Regions from separate parts of the Sus scrofa genome. Here region 2 is linked to region 1. A link is a contact called in public HiChIP or PLAC-seq data. All regions are on one chromosome and are shown on one strand. The core of a region is the stretch at or near the end of the contact, and the rest is flanking DNA. Distances in the headings are between cores, read along the strand shown. Region 1 holds the start of HES6 (transcription cofactor HES-6). Region 2 has its middle 7.6 kb from the start of TRAF3IP1.

Evidence for each region. HiChIP or PLAC-seq counts read pairs in DNA pulled down with a chosen protein or histone mark.
Region 2: a contact with region 1 is called in an H3K27ac HiChIP or PLAC-seq map of skeletal muscle. The contact joins the enhancer-like site here to the promoter of HES6 in region 1. A contact is called at or near these places in 1 of 5 promoter capture datasets (fetal liver), 11 of 47 Hi-C or Micro-C datasets (alveolar macrophages, embryonic fibroblasts, fetal heart ventricle and 6 more) and 1 of 2 datasets of contacts at active chromatin or transcription factors (skeletal muscle).

What each region holds. Positions count from the first base shown.
Region 1 is chr15:137,785,936-137,791,771 of Sscrofa11.1, forward strand. HES6 (transcription cofactor HES-6) reads right to left here and starts at 1,754. Exons shown (of 4, transcript XM_003359692.4): 1 at 1,439-1,754; 2 at 1,271-1,357; 3 at 1,087-1,168; 4 at 1-877. The coding sequence starts at 1,519. The coding sequence ends at 453.
Region 2 is chr15:137,853,219-137,858,859 of Sscrofa11.1, forward strand. No RefSeq gene overlaps it. Among named protein-coding and RNA genes, the nearest start is that of TRAF3IP1, 7.6 kb to the right of the region's middle. Within about 2 kb of position 2,648, at least 20 of the 83 cell types and tissues checked have an H3K27ac peak or open chromatin away from gene starts, as enhancers often do. A contact at or near this core is called in fetal liver, fetal skeletal muscle, liver and 1 more, where this site is marked.

The sequences.
Region 1 (5,836 bases), core at 504-3,003:
GCAGAATGCCTCCCTGTGTCCTGGCTGAATGGCAAGTTTGAGCTTCTGCTCAGACCAGGGCTGCCAGGGCCCGAGGTCTCCTTCTGCCAGGACACCCGTGCCCAGCTCAGCATTGCTGTCACCTTTGCCCCCAGACCCACACAGTGCCTGAGAAGTCTGGGACAGGTGAAATCCCGGAGAGCCCTGGCGACCCTGCAAGATCCTTCCTCCTGCCTGTAGGTCCCTCCCTGCACCCACCAGGGGCTGGTCCATAAATATTACTCCTTCAGGAAGCAGGGCTAGCGGCCTAGCTGGGCTGGTTATCCCTGCTGTTCACGGCAAGCCATCCTCTGGAGGAGGGTGGCAGAACCAAGAGACCCAGGACCCTGCCCCGACACACTTGGACCCCAGGGAGGAGAGACTAGAGCATGAGAAGGCAGGGTCCACCCTGCAGACCCCAAACTGGCCATTGGTCACCAAGGTCTCCAGACACTATGGGCCATGTGCGCAGCAGTCAGACTGCCCAGGGCTACGGGCACCAACTCTGGCCCCTCAACAGTTGCCCGGCTCAGTTCAGCCTCTGGGGCCTCCTCCAGGTCAGAGGACTGGTCGTCCCCGGAGCCCCGCGGGCTGGGCAGTGGGGACCCCAGGGGACCTCCCACTGGCCAGTTGCTCCGCCCGTGGACTCCCGGTGGCCCGGACAGGGCGTCCCCCAGCAGGTCCCTGAAGCTGCTGCTCTCGCGCAGCGGCATGGACTCCAGCAGGTGGTTCAGGAGCTCGGCGGCGACGGTGGCGTCGATTGCCTGGCACGTGGACACGAACGTGTGCACCTCGTGCATGCACTGGATGTAGCCGGCGGCGAAGCGCTCGCTTGCTTCCGCCTGCAACTGCTCACGCTCTACGTTCGAGGATGGAAGGGGAGAGAGCCGCGCCGGGCCCCGTGAGCTGCCACTGCCGTGGCCCGGCCCACCCGGACGGTGACTCACCCAGGAGAGGTGGGGAGCGCGCACCCCGTCTCAGGCCGGGAAGCCCTGGCTGGGTCCGGGGCAGGGGCAGGCCAGGCGACCGCGCTCCCCGCCTCCGCCCACGCGCCCTGCCGCCACTCACCGCGCGCCCGGCCCCGCAGCGCGCCCTGCACGCGCCGCACGGTGAGCTCCAGCACCTCTGCGTTCTCCAGCTTGGCCTGCACCTGCGCGGGCGGGAGCGCCCGGTGGGGGAGGGGCGGTGAGGCCCGGCCCGCCCGCGACCCCCGCCCGCCCGCCCGCAGCCCTCGGGCGCCCGCCCGTCTCACCTCGGCGCCCGCCAGCAGCAGCCGCAGCTCCTGCAGGCTCTCGTTGATCCGCGCGCGCCGCTTCTTCTCCACCAGAGGCTTCCGGGCCTGCGGGAAGCGAGCAACTGAGCCCCGGCGCTGCACGGCTCCCCGCCCGCCCGCTCGCCCACGCGCGGCTACAGCCAGCACCTTGCGGTCCCCCCTCGCCTCGCAGCCGTCCTCATCCTCCCGACCCGCACGGTCCCGGCCGGGCGCCAGCAGCGGAGCCATCACCCACACCGACCAGACCGCGGAGAGCGCTAGAAGCCCCCCGCGCTGCCCGCAGCTCAGCGGCCGGGAGCCGCCCTCCCGGCCTCCCCGCGTCTGACGCCGCGTCCTTACGCCGGCGGTCGCGCCCGCCCATTTTATAGCGCCTTATTTGCATCTCAATGCACCGATTGGCCGCCCGGGCCAATGAGAGAGGCGCGCTTTGTCTGGCCCCGCCGCCGGGTCGCGCGGCAGCTGGCAGGGCGTGGCCTGCGGGCGCGGTGGGGGTGGGGAGCCCAGCCCCGCCTCTGGGCGAACCCAGCGCTGAGGGGCACCCGAGGGGGCGACGACCCGGGGCGCTGGAGCCCGAGGTGCGCTAGGTTGCCTTCCTACCCTGAGCAAGGTCCGCCGGTGGGCTGTGTGTGCGAGCCGGAGCTCACCCACCCATCATTCATTCACTCTTTCCTTCACGCTTGACTTTGTTGACCGAAGGCGCAACAGGAGAGGAATCCCATGAGGGCACCACCGCACCGGCCGCCGTCTACCGACCTGGAGAGAGGTCTACAGGTCCGGCTGGGGTGGCTGCGGAGTTCCTGGGAGGTGAGGGCCCCCAGGGCAGCAGGGGTGGGAGCGGGCCCGAGGCCACCTTGCGTTTCTTGCGGACTCAAGCTTTGCCATCTTCTGCCTGCTCGGGGGGCCTCCGCCGGCCCCGCCCGCACTGCTCTATCTTTAGGCTCTCCTTCTCTGGTGATGCCCCTTGCCGACCACCTTTTCTAGTTCCTGTCACCGCCAACCCTTCCCTGGTCCCCAACCCAAGCTCGCCCTTCCCTAGTTCCTACCCTCTCTGCACCCCCTTCCCTGACCCCCGCCCTCCCTCCCCTCCCAGCCTTCCCTGGTCCTCACCCCACTGCACGTCTTTCCCTGGTCCCCCACTCCTGCTCCTTCGCCTTGGCCCCCATCCCCAACTCTTGTCCCCTTCGTCCCCCTCTTTTCCCCCTTCGGCTCCCTTCCCCCCTCCTCTGCCCCCGCCCCGTCCCGCCCCGCCGGGCTGGCCGAGGCTGCCGTCTGGTCGCCGTAACTTGATGCCTGTGACAGTTGGCAGCTGCAGCCCCTTCAGCGGAGAAAAGCGGCGGCCCAGCCAAGAGCGACAGGTGTTGGCCGCGCCTTTGTCTCGGCCCGCTTTGTCCCTCGAGCGGGCGCGGGCGGTGGGTGCGCCTGTGGCCGCTAGACGACCGCCACCCCCAGGCCGGCCGCCCATCTGCTGGCCCGGCTTCCCCGAGGGTGGGGTGCGTGGTGGGTGGGGCCGCGCCCTGTGGGTCCCTGCCTGGCCGCTGCTGGGTCTCACCACCCCCCAGCAGAGCCAGAATACCAATTTGCCTTCTAGCCGCCAGGCCTTTGCACACACGGATCCTTGCACCTGGAACAGGCTGGGGCCCCCCTTGGGTGGCTCCTTCCTCCCTGTCTAGGCCTCAGCTTCCCTAGCCCTCTACCTGCCCTGCCCTTGCTCAGTCCTCTGCTTCTCTCCCGGGCCTGGGATTGTCAGGGTCTGCTCTTCGCCCCTCCAGGGGATAAGTGTCCCTGGTGGGGGTAGGTGCTCACCGGGACCCGTTATTTTCCCTGAGCAGGAGCCTGGCCTAGCAGAAGCGCTGGGTGGGTGGGAAGGTGAGATGTCCCAAGCCAAGCCGGCAGGCAGCAGGGCAAAGAAAACTCCAGAGACTGAAGTGTGGTTGGGTGGTAGGACTAGGCCACAGACTGGAAAAGTCGAGCAGAGACAGCCAGGTGAGAACGGGCAGAAGGGGCTCCCAGGTAGTTACAGAGGTCGGTTTGAGGTCTGAAGATGGATCTGGAGTTCCCGTCGTGGTGTGGTGGAAACGAATCTGACTAATATCTGTGAGGACACAGGTTCGATTCCTGGCCTCGCTCTGTGGGTTAAGGATCCTGTGTTGTCCTGAGCTGTGGGGTAGGTCGCAGGCAGGCCGGGAGTTACAGCTCCAATTTGACTTCTAGCCTGGGAATCTCCATATGCCATGGGTGCGGCCCTAAAAAGATAAAATAAATAAATACATGAAGATGGGTCTGACAGCTATTCAGGTGACTATTTCACCTAAGACTCCCCACCAGAGGGACCTCCACAGGGAGGGCAAGTTTGGTCAGGTGCCTGATGGTTCTCGAAGTCACCTCACTAACCTCATAACTACCTGGGGGCCCTTTCTGCCAATTCTCACCTGGCTGTCTCTGCTTTTCTTTCCTTTTCTCTCTTTCTTTCTTTCTTCCTTTCTCTCCCTCCCTCCCTCTCTCTCTCTCTCTCTTTTTTTTTTTTGCCTTTTAGGGCCACACATGTGGCATATGAGGTTCCCAGGCTAAGGGTCAAATTGGAGCTGCAGGTGCCAGCCTCCACCACAGCCACAGCAATGCCTGATCCGAGCCGCGTCTGCACCTACACCACAGCTCACAGCAACACCGGATCCTTAACCCACTGAGTGAGGGAAAGGGTCAAACTCATGTCCCCGTGGACACTGGTTGGGTTTGTTACTGCTGAGCCACGACGGGAACTCCCTGTCTCTGCTCTTCTGTGTGCAGGGCCCCGAGACGTCCCTAGGGCTGCGTTGCTCCCCCAGGTATGAACCCACTCCTTTCTTTCAATCGCCCCCTGTTGTCCTGTGTCCCCCAAAAGCCCAAAGCTTGGCTCTCTTCCTCCCATCCTCCCCAGCCTGGTCAGAGGCCCAAGTGCCCTTCCCCCTGTACTCCTGGGTGAGGCTGGCAGAATGAGGAGGGGCTTGGGTGGTAGATGCCGAGAGAGCCAATAGCTGGCCTGTGACTTGACTTGTCTGGACCATTTAGACATCACCCCAGGGAAGGAGAGCCACCCACCCCTCACCCCCCAAGGAACTGCAATGAAAGTTCCACTACTTTGGGAGTTCCCTAGTGGTCTAGTGGGTTAAGCATCTGGTATTGTCACTGCTGTGGCTTGGTTTGATCCCTGGCCTGGGAACTTCCTCATGCTGCAGATGAGGCAAAAAAAAAAAAAGTTTCCACTAGTTTGAGAAACTCAGGTATGGAAAAGTAATTTCAGTGATATTTCTTGTATTCTGATCCATACTCTTCCCATTACTGATTATATTGTTTGAACACAAGTATTTTAGAATGCTGTGTTGAAAGGCAGGTTCATATTGGTACAGGATGCTCAGGGCCCTAGGGAGGCCCTCTGGGAAAGGTGGTCTTTTCCTGATTGGATGGGGAGCTGAATGTAGGAGGTGGAGGATGAACGATAAAGGCAAATGGTGCAGGCAAAAAATGAAAGGCCATAGGAACTCCGGGAAAACCCAAAAGCCGCCCAAGAAGAGAAATGTAGTCTTAGCACTTACTTGGCCCAGGAGCCAATTCTTTCACAGTCCCAGTGATGTAACGCTCTTCATAGGGCTTCGACATTTAGAATCAATCTAGAAAAGGCAAGGAAGGCTTCATTATGGTTGCAGACTATAACGTTGACTTTGTAAAAACAAAAGGACAGGTTACAGTTGTCAGGGGAAGGGAGGAGGCCGACGAAGGGCTAGGGGTCTCAAAAGCCTTGTCTACATGGGGTGAGGGATCGAGGAATACTGTCTGGAGTTGAAGGCAGGAGAAATTAAGTGCTGGGATGTGCCTCCGTCTGACCAAGTACCTTGGGGAATAAAAGTGGAGGAATAGGGCAGGTTGTGTGAGTCCGCAAAATCCTTCCTGCTTAGACTAGAAGTTGCCCAAGGTCTCATCTTTGAAGTCGGCCTCAGTTTCCTTAGTGGGCCCCCTGGCTGGGCTGTTAGGCCTTTTCCTCCTAGAAGCCTGGGCACTTCATCTGGAAGCCACCAAGCCCTTTCTCCCTCCTTTGCACGGCCTCCCCAGCAGACCGCTTCCTGCCATTTGTCCCTTGCACTGATTCCACCTTCAAAGGTTGCTTGAGCACAGACTTCCTGAGCATTTGGGCTCTTTGATCCCCTCACATCCAAAAGCAGAGGCCAGCAGAGGCTGGGTAGGGCTGCCGTGTCCACAGGGGGACCAGTTCACGGCAGGAGTGGCAGGCCATAAATTCCCAGGGAACAAAGGCGGTGGCCAGCCTATGGATGTCCAGGCCCCTTGTGGCAGTCAGCCCCGAGGCTTGGAGAAACTGCCTTTGGTTTGGAAATAAAGGGGAGGGGCGGCTCTGGGGTTATGTGGGAAATAAAGATGCAGTTAGGAGCCCCTGAGGGCACGCAGAAGTTCAGTGAAAGAGCCATATATGGCCATTTAGGGAGTTTGCAGACTGGGGACCTGGCCTTTGTGTGCCCAGCCTCCCCACCCCCAATCGCCACTTAGACTTACTCACTT
Region 2 (5,641 bases), core at 1,398-3,897, 68 kb after region 1:
GGTGAAACGATCCATTTTAGGAATGGGGTATATCCCATTCTTTTTCATTCTTTACTTTTTCTTAAAATATAGTTTACAGTGTTGTGTTTGTTTCAGGTATACAGCCACGCGATTCAGCTCTCTCTCTGTATATATATATATATATATGTATACATTTAAAGATTCTTCTTCATTGTAGGTTATTATAAGGAGCTGAGTCTAGTTCCCCGTGCTATGCAGTAGGTCCTTGTTGGTTATATCTCTGTTATATATAAAATATATGCAGATATGCAGATAGTGCAGATCTGTCAATCCCAAACCCCTAATTTATCCTTCCCTCCCTTTCCCTTTTGGTAACCATAAGTTTGCTTTCTATAAGTCTATGTTTTGTAAATAAATGTCTTTGTATCCTTTTTTTCAGATTCCACATACAAGTGATATCATATGGCATTTGTCTTTGCCTGGCTTACATCACTTTGTGTGATAATCTCTAGGTCCATCTGCGTTGCTGCCAAAGGCATGAGTTCGTTCTTTTTTACGGCTGAGTAATATTCCACTGTGTATGTTCCCCATCTTCTCTACCTCATTCTTAAAACCACTGGCATTCTCAGCAGTGTACAGTGCTGTTTTCAGTTGACCATCTTGGCCAGGGTTGGGGCGGGGCAGCGTTGGGGGCTTCCCTACTCTATAGCTCTTATTCCACAGGCCCAGAACGTGCCCCACGCAGAGGTTATTCCACCTGCCACACATACCCAAGGGCTTGGGAAACAACCACCAGGTGGGTCCGTGGACTCAGTGCACCTAACAAAGTCTAAACAAACCTAGACCTAACCTAAACAAACCTTGGCCAGGACTCTATTCACCACCCAACCCTGAGCACCCTCACTCTAATAAGGGCCCTGATGGTACCTCAGGTCCCCAGGACCCTGTGCCCCGTGCTCCTGGAAGTGGTTGTGTATGTCCTCCCCCAGCGGAGGGTGACCTGGATGAGGGACCTTAGGTCCCTTTGGAGAAGGACTGGGAGGGATTATGGCCACACACAATGGCACTGATGTGGGGAATCTGGGCTTTCCTTCAGCCACTGGGGTCCGGGGTCAGAAAAGCTGGCAAGGGATGCTGGCCTTTTACCGGGACAGGTGCTCTCACCCTCCAGAACATCTGTGAGTTCTTTGGTTGCACACACCTTGTTGGCGCAGCCCGTCCATCCGGCCTCGAGGACCCCGTGTTCTAGGGACCATGTTCACAGCTGTCCACACGTCAGGTCCTCCTGGCTAACACCCCGGCCTGGCCACGCGTCACGGTAAGTGTATCTACCTTGCTTCTGAGCAGGAAGCACCTCGACGTGGCCTCTGTTATCCTGAGACCCTGTCACCCTCGCTGTTACCAGGGAGCCCAGACTTACGGCAGCATCTCCTCCCACGAGCCCTGGCCGGCAGAGGACACAGATGTACTGCAGCTACTATATACACCATATGTACAGTACACGTATCCCATGTATACTATATCGTCCTATATCTGCCCCGCAGGCCTGCTTCCCTGAGCCCTTACTCTTCTCCCCGCATCTCCCGCGCAGGGATGCTGGTCTTCCCTCACCTCGTGAAGGCCACAGCTTTGTGCAGGCTTCCAGCTACCGACAGTGGACATTCCCAGGCCTGTCTTCCTGGGTCCTTGCCAGGGTCATGAAACCTGTGTTGCAAAAATCCTCCCAATTGACCAGCTCTTCCCCATTCAACTTTCTGTTCCAGCAGGACGGGAGGGACGCCCACACGCGGGCCTCAGGCTCTGCTGCGCCCTGCGGCTCCCGTGAGGTCTAGTTCCTTCCTTGCTCCCTTAGTGGCCCCGAAGGCCCAGCCAGGTTGTGTTGTGACCGGACCCTAGCGACTGGTCCAGGGGCAGGAGGGGGCTACTGGGGAGGAGCCTGAGAAAGATGTGTGTTGTCTTACCCCGCAGTGGCCTCCATCCTGTCTTCGAGAAAAGGGGGAGGGCTCGCCTTTTCCAGGGAGGAGTGGACTGCTTCTGCAAGCCCAGAAGACTCAGGGGACTCTGGGGATTCCAGATATTGGAGCACATCAATCTGGATGTCCTTTTGTCTATCTATTTATTTATTGTCTTTTTAGGGCCGCACGCTTGGCATGTGGAGGTTCCCTCCCGGGCTAGGGGTCGAATCGGAGCTGTAGCCGCCGGCCTACACCACAGCCACAGCAATGCAGGATCCGAGCCACGTCTGTGACCCACACCACAGCTCACGGCAACACCGGATCCTTAACCCACTGCGTGAGGCCAGATTGAAACTGCGTCCTCATGGATGCTAGTCGGATGCATTTCCGCTGCGCCACGATGGGAACGTCTAGATGTGCTTTTATGATCTTACAGTCCTGCTCAGCCGGGCGTCTGATCTGGGCACAGTAGCCTTCCTGGAGCTGAGAATTAAACCTTCTCTGGAGCCCCGCTGCCCTTAGAAATAACTTCAGGCCTGTCCTCAGCTCTTTCCCATCTTTGGCTGCAAGAGACAAGGGTTTGCTTATGATCTTCCAAGGAGGTCCTCTGACGTCCACCCTTGGCCTTTGTTGTGTTTATCTGCTGGCCTGGCCACCCCACAACCGCCCACTGATCCCAGTCCTTTCAAATGCTAGAGAGAGTGCCCCCTGCTGGACTCCCAGGCCTCCACAGCGCTGGGGGGATGCTCCCTTACCTCTGCAGGCTCTCTTCCCATCATGGGGGTTCAATGCACCTGGCTAGTGGGTGGTTCAACGTGGAAACCTCAGGTTAGGGGCTGCTTCCTCAGACCACTCCCAGGAGCAGCCCGAGTGGGTGGAGGTTCCTGGGAAGTGGGTTGGTATCAGTCCTCGGAGGCGGACTCTCCTGGGGAGGAGGGCTGAGGTAAGGCCCTTGATTTCCTCTCCCCGGAGAGGAAATGACCCCGGAGCCGGCAAGGACCAGTGCTGCTCGTGGAGCCGGCTTCAGGCCGAGAAGCATCTGGGTGGCCGCCTACAGGGTCCACTAGGGTGGCTTCAGCCAAGGCGCGTGGTGTGCCCTGAGGAGACAGGGGGACAGGCTCCTGCCTTCCTGGAGCCTGCGTTCTGGCGGGGAGGCGACCGCAAGTCCCTCTTCCCATTTCAGGGCAGCCCGAAGGAGGATGACAGCAGCCACGGGGCTGCCGAGGGACCGCGAGGGGCGGGACGGGGAGGAGGGGAGACCCCGGGGCTGCCGGGTGGTGGGCTGGCCCGGCGCGGGGGCCGGACTCAGGTCCTCAGACACCCCTCAAACCGAAGCTGTGCTCTCAGACGCCTCGGGCTGTGCGGCTCTAGCTGGCAGAGCGCCCGGAGGTGGAGCGGGCCCCTCGGGCAGAGCCGGGCCTTCTGGGGACTTGGCGCCGCCCCCCGCCCTCGCGCGGACACCTGCTCCGGAAAGATCCAAGTCCATGGGGGCGGGGCTTGTCCTGGCTTGCTCTCAGGCAAACAGTGACTGACCTTGGACACTGGTTAACCAGACTCCTCTGGAAAGCGCTTGCTGGGGCTCCAATGCCGATGATTTGAGAACCAGCCCCCCTTTCAAATAAGATGAGAGCCGTGGACCCCCAACTCCAGGAAAGTGCCCTTAGATAATTCTTCCGTATGTGTTGTCATGGATTTAAGGGCGCCCCATCAGACCCCCAGGTCCCAGGAGACCCTGGATTAGGGGAACCGGGTGCAGGCGGGCTCTGCCCTGATCCTTCCACCGGGAGCTTCTCCAAGGGCTTTTCATTAACCCATGCATGGCCACTAGATGGTCACTGGAAGAGGTGTGTGAGCTCATTCGGTTCAAACCCCTCGCTTCTGGGTGAAATGCATGAGGACTAAAAGGGCCAGAACTGACCACAGGCACACAGCTAGTTACAGGGAAAGGCTGCACTGGCCATCAGCTACCTTCGCCGCGAATTCGGGAAGTGCCTTGCGGGGCAGACCATCTTCAGTCCCCTAAAGGGTCCCGTTAGAGGCGGCGATGCAGGACTGGGGTATCAGTGGGCACTGGGACGTTTACCAACAAGGTAGCAACACAGCGGTTTTCCCTTCGTGGGAAAGTGACCCCTTTCAACTTTTGCTTTTCATTGAGAAGTTATTATTTATGGAGAGATAAATCTAAATCACAATGAGGTATAAAGAAGCAGAAGAAATGTCTCATCCCAACTCCGAGGTCATTTCTGAAACCTAGAAACTGCTGGACTCTCACACAAACACACACCCTGAACGTCGCTGAGGTCGCACTGAGTACATAGCACTATGCTTTGACTTTTTTTCATTCAAAATTGTGGTGAAGGAGTTCCCGTTGTGGCTCAGTGGTTTCAGAACCCGACTCGTATCCATGAGGATGCAGGTTTGATCCCCGGCCTCACTTAGTGGGGTAAGGATCCAGTATGGCTGCAGCTGCAGTGTAGGTCACAGCTGTGTCTCAAATCCCACGTTGCTGTGGCTGTGGTGTAGGCTGGCGACTGCAGCTCTGATTTGACCCCTAACCTGGGAATGTCCATGTGCTGCAGAAAAAAAAAAAAAGAAATAAAAAGGAAATTGTGGTAGAAGCAAATCATATTATTAAGAGCCCTTAGTCAAGAGCAGTTTTCATAAGATCACAGTCCCTTCAGCATCTGACAAATGGGCATTGGGAGTCGAACGTGTCTGACCAAACTGAAGGTATCGGGGATTCGGGAGGGAGCAAACCTACCGGTGCCCATAGAACTCGCTTTCTGGGGGTGATTGGGGTGGGAGAGGTGACAGAAAACAAAAAATGGGAATTCTAAAAATCGCTTCCAGAAAGAGTGATAAGTACTTCAAAGAAAATAAAGATTAACAGGCTGGAGGGCTCAGATGTGGTTTACTTTTCACATCTTTGAGGAAGTCCCACGTGAACTGAGATCCAAATAACAGCGAAGATGCAGCCGTATGAAGCGTGGGGGGACCAGGGCTACGCCTACTGAGCTGAAGGGAGCAGCACGTGCGAAGGTCCTGGGGCAGAGATGATCTCAGCATATTTAAGAGCAGAGCAGCGGCTTTGCCTTCTTCTCTAGGCTCCCCTGGAGTAGGGAGCACAGGGCCTTCTAGACAGGCCCTTCGGCTTTCACAGAACCACATCAGTCGCCTTAGATGGCAGAGTGGACAGCAAGGCGCTTCACTGATACTGGCCCCTCTGAGCCTGCTGGGGACCCAGGGCTGGGGAGGCCAGGGCTCTGGCCACTTCTCCTTCTGCTGGGGACAGCCTCCCACCCTTCCCTCTGGCTGACCTACATCCTGGGCTCTTCGCAGGTAGAGAGCTCAGGGTTGGCCCTCCGCAGCCTCCGTGGGCCTTTGTCTCCAGGAATGTCTGCCTCTCAGGCAGGGGCAGGAGGGCCTGGAAGACACCCTGCTTTGTGACATTCTTTCCCGGGGTGAGTCACGGCCACGGCCACGGTTGGGCATCGCAGTCATTCATTCAGAAACTGCTGATTTCAAAAACATCTCCTGCCAGGCTTTTATGTTGCTAACACTTTCTCTGCTGTGGTTTTCTCTAGTTATTTAATCAGCTATCTTTTTTTATGAATGACTTTTTTTAAATGTTCTCTGGCTTTTTCTCTAATCTTTTCATGACTCTGAGGCGCTCAGGGGAATTCAGGCTCCAGACTCCCCCACCCCCTGCAGCCAGCCCGCAGGAC